Linked DNA regions of Anser cygnoides: region 2 is linked to region 1. Evidence: chromatin contacts called from public Hi-C data. All regions are on one chromosome and are shown on one strand. Each heading gives the region's core, a stretch centred on a gene start, on an enhancer-like site or on the middle of the called end of the contact. The rest is flanking DNA. Distances are from core to core; before and after follow the strand shown. Region 1 holds the start of SDCBP2 (syndecan binding protein 2). Region 2 holds the start of HELZ2 (helicase with zinc finger 2).

Region 1 (6,166 bases), core at 1,293-3,792:
TGCATCATCGCCTTACCACAACCCCATTGAGCACTGCCCTCAGCATCCGGCCCCACGGCTGCGACTCGGCCCCACCGGGGAGCGCGAAGGGCAGGTGGCTGCACCCGGGGTGCCCCCCGCCCCAGGGAAGTGTTACCCTGTCGGGGTTTGGGTCACTCGTCTTTGGGGGCTGGAAGCAGCACCGCCTGACGCCGCACATCCCTCGCTCCGTGCGCACAAACCACGTCGCAGCGGAGGCTGAAACCCCCCCCTTGGGGTTTTCGTGGGTGCCCCTCGTAGCGATCCGGTCCTGAAGCTGCCTGGTTTAGCAGGGGCTTTGCTCAAGGGCGTGCCTGGGGCAATGCTGTGGTTTCTCAGCTGCAGGACGGGGCTCGCAGCCCGTCGCTTTCGGTCTTCTCTGCAGAAGCTTGCACGCTCGGTGCCGGGGGAACATCTTGGGGCTTGGGGCGCGGGCGCCGCTCGGGCACTGCTGCTCTCGCTGCCTGTGTCGGGGCCGGGGAGCCTGGTGCGGGTCCTGCCCGCAGCACACGGGCTGTTAAGGGCTCAAGGTCCCCAAGGCCGGTGCTCAGCTCCCTGCTGCCTCGTGCCAGCACCCAGCTCCCCCGCAGACGGCCTTTGCTCCGTTTGCCGCGATCGATAACGCGGCCGTGGCGAGTCCCCGAGCTGGAGCGGGGCCGGTGGGAGCCACGTTTGCGTTTCAAGGGGGATGCGGGGGGGGGGCTGGAAAAGGCGCTGGAGGGAGCTGGTGCCTTTGGAGAAGACGCGGCGTCTGCAGGCTGGGCTGCCACCCTCTGGGCTCCCGGCGCTCGCGGCACCCAGTTTGGGAACGGTTTTGCCTGGGTGCCTCGGGAGGGATGCTGCCGGGTGTCCTGGTGTGCGGGGCACACGCGAGGGCACAGGATTGGGGCCACCCCGTGCGAACACAAGCACTACCCTTAGCTGCTGCTCGTCGGCGTGAGCTCTGCCCACCCCAGGGTGCTGCTGCCTGGGCTCGGGAGCTCGAAAGGTGGGAGGTGGTCCCTGGGCTATGGCATTGCTCCAGGACCCCCAGCCCCAGCTCGCCAGCACGGGGTGGGGGGGTGAAGCGTGGGGGCCGCCCTCCCTCTGCTGGGACTGCACCTGGGTGGAAACTCCGGGCGAGCTTGGGTTTCTCTTCCTGCAGCCTTTTGCCTTAATTATTAACCGGTGCCAGGCTGTGCCGAGGCGCTGAGGCCAGAGATAAGGCAGCGCCCATGGCGGGGCTGGGAGGAGGAAAGGGGCTGGGGGGGCCAGGAGCTGCTTGGGGCTGTCCCTGTCCTCCTGTCCTTGCTGCTGCCGGCCGTTTGTCCAGGGGGCTGCGTGGCCAGGGCTGGTGGCTTCCAAGGAGGGGTGGCACTGTCCTGGGATGCTGCCTGCTGCAGATGGCACCGGGGGCATGGAGAGTGAGTGAGTGCGTGTGTGAGTGTGTGTGCAACGTGTGTGTGCCACCAGCAGCGTGTCCCTGGGCTCTCCCTGTGCCCCCTGCAGTTGCAGCCTGCACCAGGACCCTTCCAGCCCCGTCTCCGTGCGGTGTCCGGGGCAGGCGCGGCCGTCCTGCCTGCGGAGCCGTCCTTCCAGGTTTCCCGGTGGTGCTGGCAGCCTCCCTCCCCTGCTGCTTGCTCCTGGCCCCGTTTCTCAGCTGTGGGGCCGCTCCCGTCCTGGGCACGGCCGGGCTAAAAATACCTCCAGTAAATAAATAAAAAAAATACCGCCAGTAAATAAATCGCTTCCTCCTGGCCCGGCGGGCAGGGCTGGGACGTGCCCGGCTCCTGCTGGCCCCGTTCCCGGGCTGGTGCCACCAGCGCTGGGCACCTGCGGGACCCCGCTCCTGCTCCCCGAGGACCTGGGGACACGGTGGCATCGAGCGGGTCGGCGGCCACATGGATTGGGGGCCGGGGTGACGCAGCGACGTCCCACGGCAGCGGGACACCCTCCGCCCGCGCCCTGACTCACCGAGCGCGGCGCTGCCTCAGTTTTCCCAGCTGTGGCACGGGCCCACGGGGCCGTCACGCCTGGCCTGGTGGCTGCAAGGGTGCGGGATGGGGCACGTCAGCCCCACGCGCCCCAAACAGGGGTCACGGGAGGCGGCCACCCCTGCGGGGCTGCTGGCACGGGCACCCCCTGCGCCCACCCCGCACGCCGGGGGCGCGGAGCCGCGGTGGCCCCAGGCTGGGCACGAGGACCGTGGTGGCACCGAGCCGGGTGCTGGTGGCACTTGGGGATGGTGATGCCGGGAGGGGTGGGGGCCTCCGTGGTGGGTGCAAGGGTGCACAGCCCCAAATCTGCAGCACGCAGCATGGACAGACCCACGGAAAGCTGCCCCCATCCCTGTCCCCATCCCCGTCTCCGACCCTGTTCCCGTGTGCTTCTGGCTGGGGCTCAGCAACCCCCAATCCCCCATAGCATTGGTTCTCTGAGCTGCGTTGCCTTCACCTTCCTGTTCCTCCTCCTCACCTGTGCCCCACCTGGGGGTGGTGGCAGTCAGCTGAGGCCACCAGGCCCCTCCCCGGGCCAGGCACTGCTATAAAGCCCCGGGGCCAGGCACGGGGCAGTGCGCAGGAGCCGGAGCTGATCGCAGGTGAGGCCGGGGTGATCTGGGCTGGGGGGAGCTGGGTTGGGTCCGGGGGGGGGTTGGCCTCACCCTGGGGATGCCACCGCTGGGCAGGATCCTGCCCGGCTCCCACGGGGCTCAAGGTGCCGTGGGGTCGGAGCTGGGGCTGGGTTTGGCCCCCACGCACCGAGGTTTGGGTGATGGTTTTGGGGGCATCGCTGCGGGGACATTGGGGTGGAGGGGACTGGGGGGGGTAAGGGCAGCGAGAAGCAGCGACGGGAGGGCTTTGCCCATGGGGACACCGTCCGTGGAGACGTCTCCCTGCCACGTCTGGGGATGTTGGAACAGCCCCGATGGGTGCCTGGGGACAGCGGGACCTGTTCCCCACGGAGCAGCAGCCGCCGGGACGCTCGCGCCCGTGCTCGTGCCCGGCACGCAGCCGGCCGTGTCCCGGCTGCCGGGAGGTGACGGAGGCAGTGGCTGTGGTGACACAGCCCTGAGTCACGCCAGAGGCCGTGGGTGACAGCCAGGCATGGAGCCAGGCACGCCGGGAGCGGGGCGAGCCCCAGCTTTGTGGGGGCGGCAGCTGGGGCTGGGACCGGCTCCTGCCCTGGTGCCAGCCCCATGGGGCCGCGAGGGATGCTCGGGGAGAGGCGCCCCGTCCCCAAACTGCCCCAACCCCGTCCCCATTCCTGTCCCAGGACACGGGCGCAGCAGCAGCGATGGCAACGCTCTACCCCTCGCTGGAGGACATGAAAGGCCACCAGGTCTTGCAGGTCAGTGTCAGCTCAGCGTCCCTATGGGGTGGGGAGGGACCGACCCCGAGGGTGCCCGTGGGGCTCACCTCGAGCAAACCCCATCTCTCGCCAGGCGCAGGCAGCCGCCGGTGTCGGCACCCCCGCCACGACGGTGCTCACCGAGAAGCCGACGCTCACCTCCGGCACCGGTAACGTGGGCTGCGATCAGCCCTCGGTGTCGAGGGGCTCTCTGGGTTGGGGGGGGTCACCCACCACGGGGGGAGGCTCGGCTGAGACCGCCCCACACAGCTTGGCACATGGGTAGGGGATGGGGCTTGGGGGTTTCTCCCCCCCCCCCCGGCTCATCCCGAGGGGGCTCTCTCCATGTCCCTTGTGCCGGTTGCTGGCTCCTGGTCCCGGGGGGGCTCCCAGATATGTGTGTGTGTGTGTGGGGGGGGGTGGCTGTAAGCTGGGGACCCCACGCTGAGATCGCCCTCGCTGTGCCCCACAGCACCGCCCATGCTGTACCCCAACCTGGCGGAGCTGGAGGATTACATGGGACTCGCGCTCTCCAGCGAAGAGATCCAGAAAAAACTCTTCCCGGACAGCAGCACCGTAGGTGTCTGGGCTGGGGCTCCCACCTGCCCTGTGCCGGGACCCCCCTGGCCACAACATCACTGCTGGGGGGGTCCCCTCCTTGGGGGGGGTCCCCTCCCGCAGCCACATCCTGCCCGGGGCAGGGGCACGGCGTCCCCCGAGGGCTGATGCGAGGCCGGGAGCAATGCAGGGCCCCGTGCCCCCGCTGGCCCCGCTGAGACCTGGCTCCAATGCAGGCGCTGACCCCCGCCGGCCCCCTGCCAGGCCAGCTGGTCGCCCCCCTGAGCGGGAACAATGCGGGGCTGCGGCGGGCGGAGATCAAGCCGGGCGTGCGGGAGATCCACCTCTGCAAGGACGAGCGGGGCAAGACGGGGCTGCAGCTGAGAAACATCGACCAGGTGAGGGGCTGGGCTGGTATGGGGCTGGGCAGGGCACGGCACGGTGCTCCTTGGCATGGCACGGTGCTCCGTGGCATGGCACGGTGCTCCATGGCATGGCACAGCATGGTACGGCATGGCACGGCACGGCACGGTGCTCCATGGCATGGCACGGTGCTCCACGGCATAGCACGGCACGGTGTGGTGCTCCACGGCATGGCACGGCATAGTATGGCACGGCATGGCGCTCCATGGCATTGGAAAGCATGGTGGGGTGCACCATTGCACGGCACAGCATGACGTGGCACAGTGCACCGCTGCACAGCTTGGCACATCACAGCGTGGCACGGCCACCCGGGTCCCCGTGCCAGCCCTGTGCCATCGCTCCCACCCTTGCCCCCAGGGCATCTTCGTGCAGCTGGTGAAGGCCAACTCGCCGGCCTCGCTGGTGGGGCTGCGCTTCGGCGACCAGATCCTGCAGATCGACGGCAAGAACTGCACGGGCTGGAGCAGCGACAAGGCGCACCGGGCGCTGAAGAAGGCGTCCCCGGAGAAAATCGTCATGGTGGTGCGGGACAGGTGAGCGGCGGGCGGCCGGGCGCACGGTGCCACGCACAGGGATGGTGCTGAGCGCTCTGTCCCCGCAGGCCGTTCCAGCGCACTGTCACCGTGCACAAGGACAGCACCGGCCACGTGGGCGTCGTGGTCAAGAAGGGGAAGATCGTGTCGCTGGCCAAGGACAGCTCTGCCGCCCGCAACGGCCTCCTGACCCACCACTACATCTGCGAGGTCAACGGCCAGAACGTCATCGGCATGAAGGTAGGGACACAGCCCTGTCCCCACAGTGCGGCTGCCGGCTGTGAGGTGCTGCCCTGCGGCCTCTTGCAGGGTCTTTTTGGGTGCAAACTGCAGGATTTGAAGACTCAGAGCCATCAGGGTGCTGCCACCCTGGGGGAGGTGCGGGTTGGGGCGGCTGGGTTGTCACACCACCGCATTTCAGCCCTGTCACGAGTGGGTTTTGCACAACTGTGTGTGCGAAACACGCCTGGGGACGCCCTGTGCCAAGGATCTGGCCAGGGCAGGCGCTGCGTGGTGCCGGGCGAGCTGCTGCGCCACGGGGGGCACCGCTCGCCTCCCACCGCCCTCTCGCCTCCAGGATAAGCAGCTCATGGAGGTGCTGGCGGACGCGGGGAACGTCGTCACGCTGACCATCATCCCCGCCGTGATCTACGAGCACATGGTCAAACGGTGAGACCGCGGGGTGCCCGCGCCCCCCCCCGTCCCCCGTCCCCCGTCCCCAGCCGCAGCCCCAGGGTTACCCCCGCGGGGACCCGGGGGCTCGCCCCTGAGCACCTCCCCTGCGCCCAGGCTGTCGGCGGGGCTGGTGAAGTCGTCCATGGACCACTCCATCCCCGACCTCTGATGCGATCGCCGCTGTCCCGCCACCAGACACCGGCGTGGGCACCCCCCCGGCCAAGCCTGGAAGTGGGGGGGCTCGGAGGGGCCGCAGAAGGTACCCTGCAGCCCCCCCATAGAAGCCGTTTTAGCGCAGAAACCCATAAAGATCCTGGGGCTGCAGGGCAGCGCAGGGCACCGCGGCACCGACCTGCAACCCCCCGGCGCTCTCCTCGCTCTCAGCAGCAGGGATGGGGAACGTGCCCCCACCTCCACGCTGCCTCCCCTTGTCCCAGGGTCCCCGTGTCCCCCCCCCAGGTCCCCTCGTGTCCCCTGCGGCCGCTCGGGCCAGCCGCCCTCGGGGCAGACGCCAAAGGCTGGCTCCAGCGAAAGCAGACACAGACCCAGCGACGTTTATTACATCCACCACAGACAGCGAGTACAGGACAGTGGAAAACGAGAGAAGGGGGGGGGGGGAGGGGTTACAGCTT
Region 2 (6,166 bases), core at 1,024-3,523, 130 kb before region 1:
AGTAGAAGCAAGGGTGCGTCGTCTGTAGCAGTGCACGTAAACACGTAAATAGAAATCGTTGCAGCGTGCGGGTCGTTGGCCTTGGGCTGGCTGCACCGAGGATGCAGCCACTGGGACTTGAGCAGTGCACCCTGGCAGTGGGGAAAACACGGGGGGGGTCTGTTCCTCTCCTGGTTCTTCAGCCCCGTTTGCAGCAGCAGGAGCAAACCGTCGCCCGTGGGAGCGTGTCTTGGGGGCAAGCTACTGCCATTGCACCGCGGGTGCCACCGAGGTCGCCTCCTCCACTGCAGTCCCTGCCTCCTGCCCTCGCCTTTGGGCTCCTTGTCACAGCCAAGTGCAGCTGGGGGGGCTCTGGGGCTGCTCCAGGGGCCTGTGCCCCATAAGCACAGCATGGGGGTGAATGCCGGGGGGGCAGACCGCCCACCCGCTCTGCCAGCCCCATGCTGCCGGTGCTGCGCTCCCCGTCCCTGCGTGGGTGCTCGGTCACGTCCCCTTCCCTGCCTGGGTGGGTCGGGGGGAGCCAGCCCGGGGGCTGCGCTGCTGCAGGAGCGCGGGACTCGCCTCCAGGGCCGACCTCCCCAAGGGCTGCGGGTGACCCACGCACGGTCCCTGTTTCTTTTTCTCCTCCTGGCAGGGATGTGAGCGTGCGGAGCTGAGCCCGCTCCTGCCCAGCTGCTGCAGGGACCCGCGAGCCCCTCCGCAGTCCCCGGGGACCTCCGTGCTCCTGCGGGCGCTGCCAGCGCAGGAGATGCTCCAGCCCCTCAGAAGCCCCCCCAGGGCCAGAGCTTGGCCCCCAGCAGCCACGATGAGCACAAAAGCAGCGAGCCCGGGGCGGGCAGGGGGCTCCCGGCCGAGGGGGGCTGTGGACGGGCCCCTTCCCCCCCCCCCCAGCAGCTTCCCCTGGAAGCGCTGCGGAGCTGCTGAGAAGAACGGAAAGCGAAACTTGGATCTTGCGGCTGGGTTCGTGGGCAGAACGAGAAGCGAAACTCGGATCTTACGGCTGGGTTTGTTTGTCTGAAATGAGCAAACGCTTGGTTTCGCTCTCCCCTCGCCCTCTCCCTGCTGATGCGATGACGCAGCTTCGCCTCCTCCCCGCTCCTGCTCGGAGCCGGGCAGCGCTCCCTCCCCTCCGCCGGGCTGATGTTAGGTAACAGCCGGCGCTGGCTGCTCGTCTGGGGGCTCTGCTGCTTTTCTGGCACCTCTTAATGCACGCCAGGCAGGACCAGAAGCTTTGTCTGAGGCAGCGAAAGCTGCTTTCTCCTTGCCGTGGCTCCCGGAGCTGCGGCTCTGTGGATCTCACCTGTAAAACAAGGTCAAGCGAAAGCTCCGAAGAGCCCACCTGTAACAGAAAGAGCCCTCAGTGCGCAGCCAGCCCTGCCCGGGTGAGCCTGCCACCGTCCGCCCTGGCCGCGGCATCTTGCAGGGGAGGAGTTGTTTGGGTTTTGTTGTGTTTCCTCGCTGGCGATAACGCCTGGGGCAGCACCCGGAGCTCGCCGTGGCTGGGCAGTGACGGCCAAGAGCTGCGGGGAGGCAGCAGGAGTCGTGCCCCACGAGCAAGGCAGCGCCCCTGGGACGGGGACCGATGCTGTCCTCAGCTCCCAGGGCTCTCTGCCGCTGCCACCTGAGCCCTGCTCTTTGCTCAGGATGCACAAACCGCAGCCTGGCCCCGTAGCTGTGGCCCCGCTGCCGGCAGCAATTGCGCCGTGGTCCGGTGGTGACCGGGTTTTGGCACACGGATGAGGCAGCTCCGCTGCCCGCGGGTGGCCAGCTGACCCCAGGACCCGCTGCTTGGGTCAGGATCTGTCCGTTGCCCCCTCCCCGGTGTGAGAGCCTCTTTCCCTCCAGGATCGGGGTGCTGTGGGGTCGGGGCTCCTGGCCAGGCTGGGGCTCCCTCCAAGGCACCCGGGGTGTGATCACACAAGGCCAGAAGGCAGAAAGCACCATTCCTCCTCCTCCTGCTCCTCCTTCTCCTCCTCCTCCTTCCCGTGTTGACAAACACTCTAGAAAACAGCCTCTGCCCCTCCTTCTCCATCTGCTCTGCCGCAAGTGCAGCGGGCTGGCTGTGGGCTCCTTTGCATTTCCAGCTCCTGCTCGTTCTGAGGATGCTCCTCTCTTCCCCTCGCCACGTGAGCTTGCATCTGGGCACCTGCGTGGCATCGGCTGCAGTGCAGGCGCCAGGCACGATGCACAGCCCATGACGGCCGGCGTTAACACCACCGAGCCTCGGCCTCCCGTGCCTGCAATCTTTTGCAGCCCCTCGCATCCGGGGCATGCAAGTTCTGCCCAGCTGCTTTCCAGAACTTGCAGGATGGTGGCATGGAGATCATTTTATTAGGTGGGGAAGCCGAGGCTGGGGCTCGGCCACGTTGTCCTGCGTGCAACAGCCGCTGCGCGTGCCGGTGCTCCCTGAAGCCTCTTGTCCAGGCTGGTGAGGCCGGGGGCTGCCTGTCTCCGGGGCAGCCTCCTGGGGGACCCTCCTTGGCCTTTCCATTGGGTCTGGGTGGTTTTTGGGTGTCAGCAGGGCCAGCAGGGCAGGCTGTGCTCGCCAGCTACCCGTGCACGCTGCTGTTGACTGATGGCAGCACCCAGTGGTGCAGCGGGAGGATGCTGCCCCAGCTGGGTTGGGGCTGTCCTGAACTGCTTTGGCTCGGCTTGGCGAGCTGCGAGGGAGCTGGGAAGGGACAAAGCTGGGACGGGGAAGGCTGGGAGGCCGAGCAGCCCTCACGCTAGGGGTGCTGAGGTCCAGGTGATGGTGCTTGTGCAGCGGCACGGGCTCTTGCTGCCCAGGGTTATCAGACGGAGCCAACGCGCCCGTGCTCAGCTCCGAGCGCTCCAAGCGTGCTCGCTTCTGGGGGTGGCTTCTTTTTTGGCTCGCGTTTGAACTTCCTGTAGCTGGCTGCACCTCTCCAGGCAGGGAAAGGAATGGAAAATGAAACTGCCCTGATGATGAACAGAAAGGAAACGAGCGAGCCCTGCCCCTCCCGGAAGCCCTTTAAAAACAGAGGCCGTCGGGCTCCCTCCTGGCAGCCTTCGCCGGGCTGGGGACCGGGGCCACCCCTGCACGACCCCAGCCTTTCCCCCGCTGTTTGCCGGAGCCGCCGGGGCGCGGAGCGGCTGCTGGCCCCGGTGAGCAGCGGCCGGGGCAGCCGGGGGGGGGGGGGGGGGCGCTGGCGGCAGGGAGCAGCCCCCGGGGTGCGGGAGGAGGGACGGGGGCTTTGACAGGGGGACGGGGACCGGGACCGGGACCGGGACACACAGACGGACAGACACGCAGACACACTAGCAGCCCGGTTCCCGGGGGTGCGGAGGGAGCGGGGCCGGGCCGGGCGCTCCCCTCCTGTTCGCTGCCCCGTGCGGGCAGCGCCTTGCGGTACCCCCCCGGTGCCGGTGCATCCCCCCCCCGGTGCCGGTGCATCCCCCCCCCGGTGCTTGTGCATCCCCCCCCCGGTGCTTGTGCATCCCCCCCCGGTGCCGGTGCATCCCCCCCCGGTGCTTGTGCATCCCCCCCCGGTGCTTGTGCATCCCCCCCCGGTGCTTGTGCATCCCCCCCCGGTGCCGGTGCATCCCCCCCCGGTGCTTGTGCATCCTCCCCCCGGTGCTTGTGCATCCCCCCCGGTGCCGGTGCCGACGCCAGCAGCCCAGCCCAGCCCAACCCAGCCCAGCCCAGCCCCGGTGCCGGCGCATCCCCCCCCCCGGTGCCGCCGGTTCCCCGCGCCCCGCTGCCTCCGGGCGCCGCCGGCTCCCCCCGCGCCGGTGCCGGTGCCGGCTCCCCCCCGGTGCCGGCGGGAGGGGCGGGGCGGGGCGGCCGTGATGCAATTTCCGCGAAGTCCGGCCCCTCTTTGAATGCGGGGAGGCCCCAGAAACGAAACCACCGGCGGCGGCGGGGAGCCCCGAGCGCAGGGCGGCCGCCCCGGGCTCCCCCCACCTTCCCCGGCCTCGGCAGCGGTGAGAGCGACGCTGGGCCGGGGGGAGCGGGGGCTCTGCGGGGCTCCCCGGGGTGCTGCGGGGTGCTGGGGGGCGCCCCGGGGTGCTGGAGGGCGCCCCGGGGTGCTGGGGGTGCCGGGGGGAGTGGGGGGCACGGGGTGCGCTGGGTGCTGCGGGATCCCTCCGGCACGCAGCGCGGGGCTGGGGGCGCGCTGGGGAGATGCCGGGCACGGGGGGGGCCCTGGGGTGCTCTGGGGGTGCTCGGGGGGGGGCGATGCAGGGGGCGCAGCCCCCGCCCCCCCCCCCCGACGGCTCCCCGAGCTCGTAGCATCATCTCCCTGCCCGTGCGGGAGCCCCGAGGGAGAGGAAGGGCTGGCGGTCAAGGTGCGGCTCTTGGGGTGCAAAGTCCTGGCCGGGTGGCAGGGAGCAGCGGGGCTGCCAGGGGCGCGCTGCGTCCCCCCCCACCCCCCCCGGCAGCAGCCCCCGGCTCCTCTCCGCTGGCCCTTCTGAGCTCCGGGGATGTGGTCTGCGGCTCGTGGTGAACTTTTTCCTGTTTGGGTAAGGCAAACGCAGTGGCTGTGGCTGCAGGTGCCCGCGGGCTCCGTGCAGCCGTGTCCCGGCGTGCGAGGGGGCTGTGCACACCCCCGGGGGCTCCCCGCTGCCGCTTGGCAGCAGCACGCCTGGGAGAAGCGTGCCGGCTTTTTGGGATATGGAGAGAATTGGCTTGGTGAAAGCGGCCGGGAAAAGGAGATTGGCAGCTACAGAAGTTGGTTTTGCTCAGGAGGGAAATACAGGGGCGGGGGCACCCCGGTGTCGCTGCGAGGGTAACCGCAGGTGGATGGGGCGGCGGGGGAGCGAGCGGCACGGAGCAGCACCCGTGGGGCAGCACCAGTGCAAGCCCTTCCCGGCGGCCCGGCTGTGCCACCCACTCGTGGGGTGCTCGGGGATGCTGCACCAATCTCGCCCTGCTCCTCGGAGCACCCGCAGCCGTGAGAAGACAAAGTCCTGGGGTGCCCAGACCTGGTGCTTGGCCGGGGCGGAATGACCGGGGTGCGGGACCAGAGTCCCCCGAGGCGCGCACGTCCCTGGGCACGCCACTGGCGGTGGGAAGATGCAGGGGGCAGTCCTGGCACTCTGACCCACCGCGCTTGCTGTGACCGAGGGGCACTTGGCTCACGCCAGTGTGATGCGTTGCCTAATTTCCTGTCAATAATTAATTGAGGCGAGATCTGACAAAAAAGCCGCCCTCCTCCCCAAGCTCCTCTGCAGCGCGGCGGGCTCCGGGTGCGAGCAGGACCAGCGCCGCGGGTACGCTGAGCCTTCCTCCGCTGCAGCCACGCAGGCGGCCGCGCTTCTGCTCGCCATGCCCAGGGAAATGTGATTACCCCGCGCGTCAGCACAGCCCTGCGAGGGAGATGATGCTCAGGCGCAGTGAGCCCCAGCTCGAGGAAATGCTGTTAGCGAGGCGTGCTTCGCTTTGGTTTTCAGAGGTCAGACCAGTGCCGGGCAGAGGGTGCTCGTGGAGCCGAGGGTGCAAGGAATTGGGAGAGAGGCAGATGCTCCCGGTGGAGCCGGGCCCCAGAGCAGGTGTGTACCAGTCCACGCAACACGAGTGGCTCGTTTCGCCCGTCAGCGGGTCGCAAGTGGCTTTAAACCCCAGTTTGTGCTTTTCAGGGCTCATGCGAAGAAGGGGTGTGTGGAAAAAATACAAAATCTGACTTGCAAATTGAGGTCTGTGGCTCGCAGGTATATGTTCCTCCTGATCAGCTGCCACCATCCTCGAGGCCACGTGGATTTTGCCCTGTTGACATCAGAGCTTTATTGTCAGTAGGAAGGCTGGTTTGTGGGGCAGCTTCCTTGAACTTCCTTGTGCCACACATCTCTCCTCCACCTGTGTTTAGATTTCAAAAGCTCCTGTTGCTGTTTTTTTCTTTTCTCCTCCCTGTTCTGCTGTAAGGTGGTTGTGGAGATGAAAAAGCTTTAAATTGGCTTTAATGCTGGTGATCCACGGAGACTTTAAGAGGGGGATGCGCTTCCCTTTCCTCTTCCCTCCTACTTACAGACCCGGACAGGGAGCTTGTTCCGAGAGCTTGCTGAAAATCAAACGCTTTCTTAAAAAAAAAAAACAAACAGCAGCAGAATTGACCCTTTAAAGCCAGAATACTCCCTCGTGGCTTTTTTAAGCTGGGATGTCCTGCCTTTGGCATGAATTCCAGTAACACCCCGGCTGCCCCGTGCGCTC

Evidence for each region. Hi-C and Micro-C count contacts between places; a contact is called where the count stands out from the background.
Region 2: a Hi-C map of liver shows a contact between it and region 1, with 9 times the contacts expected there. The contact joins the promoter of HELZ2 here to the promoter of SDCBP2 in region 1. A contact is called at or near these places in 2 of 7 Hi-C or Micro-C datasets (both in liver).

What each region holds. Positions count from the first base shown.
Region 1 is chr16:1,389,469-1,395,634 of Taihu_goose_T2T_genome, reverse strand. It overlaps SDCBP2 (syndecan binding protein 2), which reads left to right and starts at 2,542. Exons shown (of 9, transcript XM_048074703.2): 1 at 2,542-2,596; 2 at 3,271-3,345; 3 at 3,440-3,515; 4 at 3,818-3,921; 5 at 4,140-4,301; 6 at 4,684-4,859; 7 at 4,928-5,099; 8 at 5,437-5,528; 9 at 5,649-6,138. The coding sequence starts at 3,292. The coding sequence ends at 5,703.
Region 2 is chr16:1,520,311-1,526,476 of Taihu_goose_T2T_genome, reverse strand. HELZ2 (helicase with zinc finger 2) reads left to right here and starts at 2,273. Exons shown (of 20, transcript XM_066978113.1): 1 at 2,273-3,126.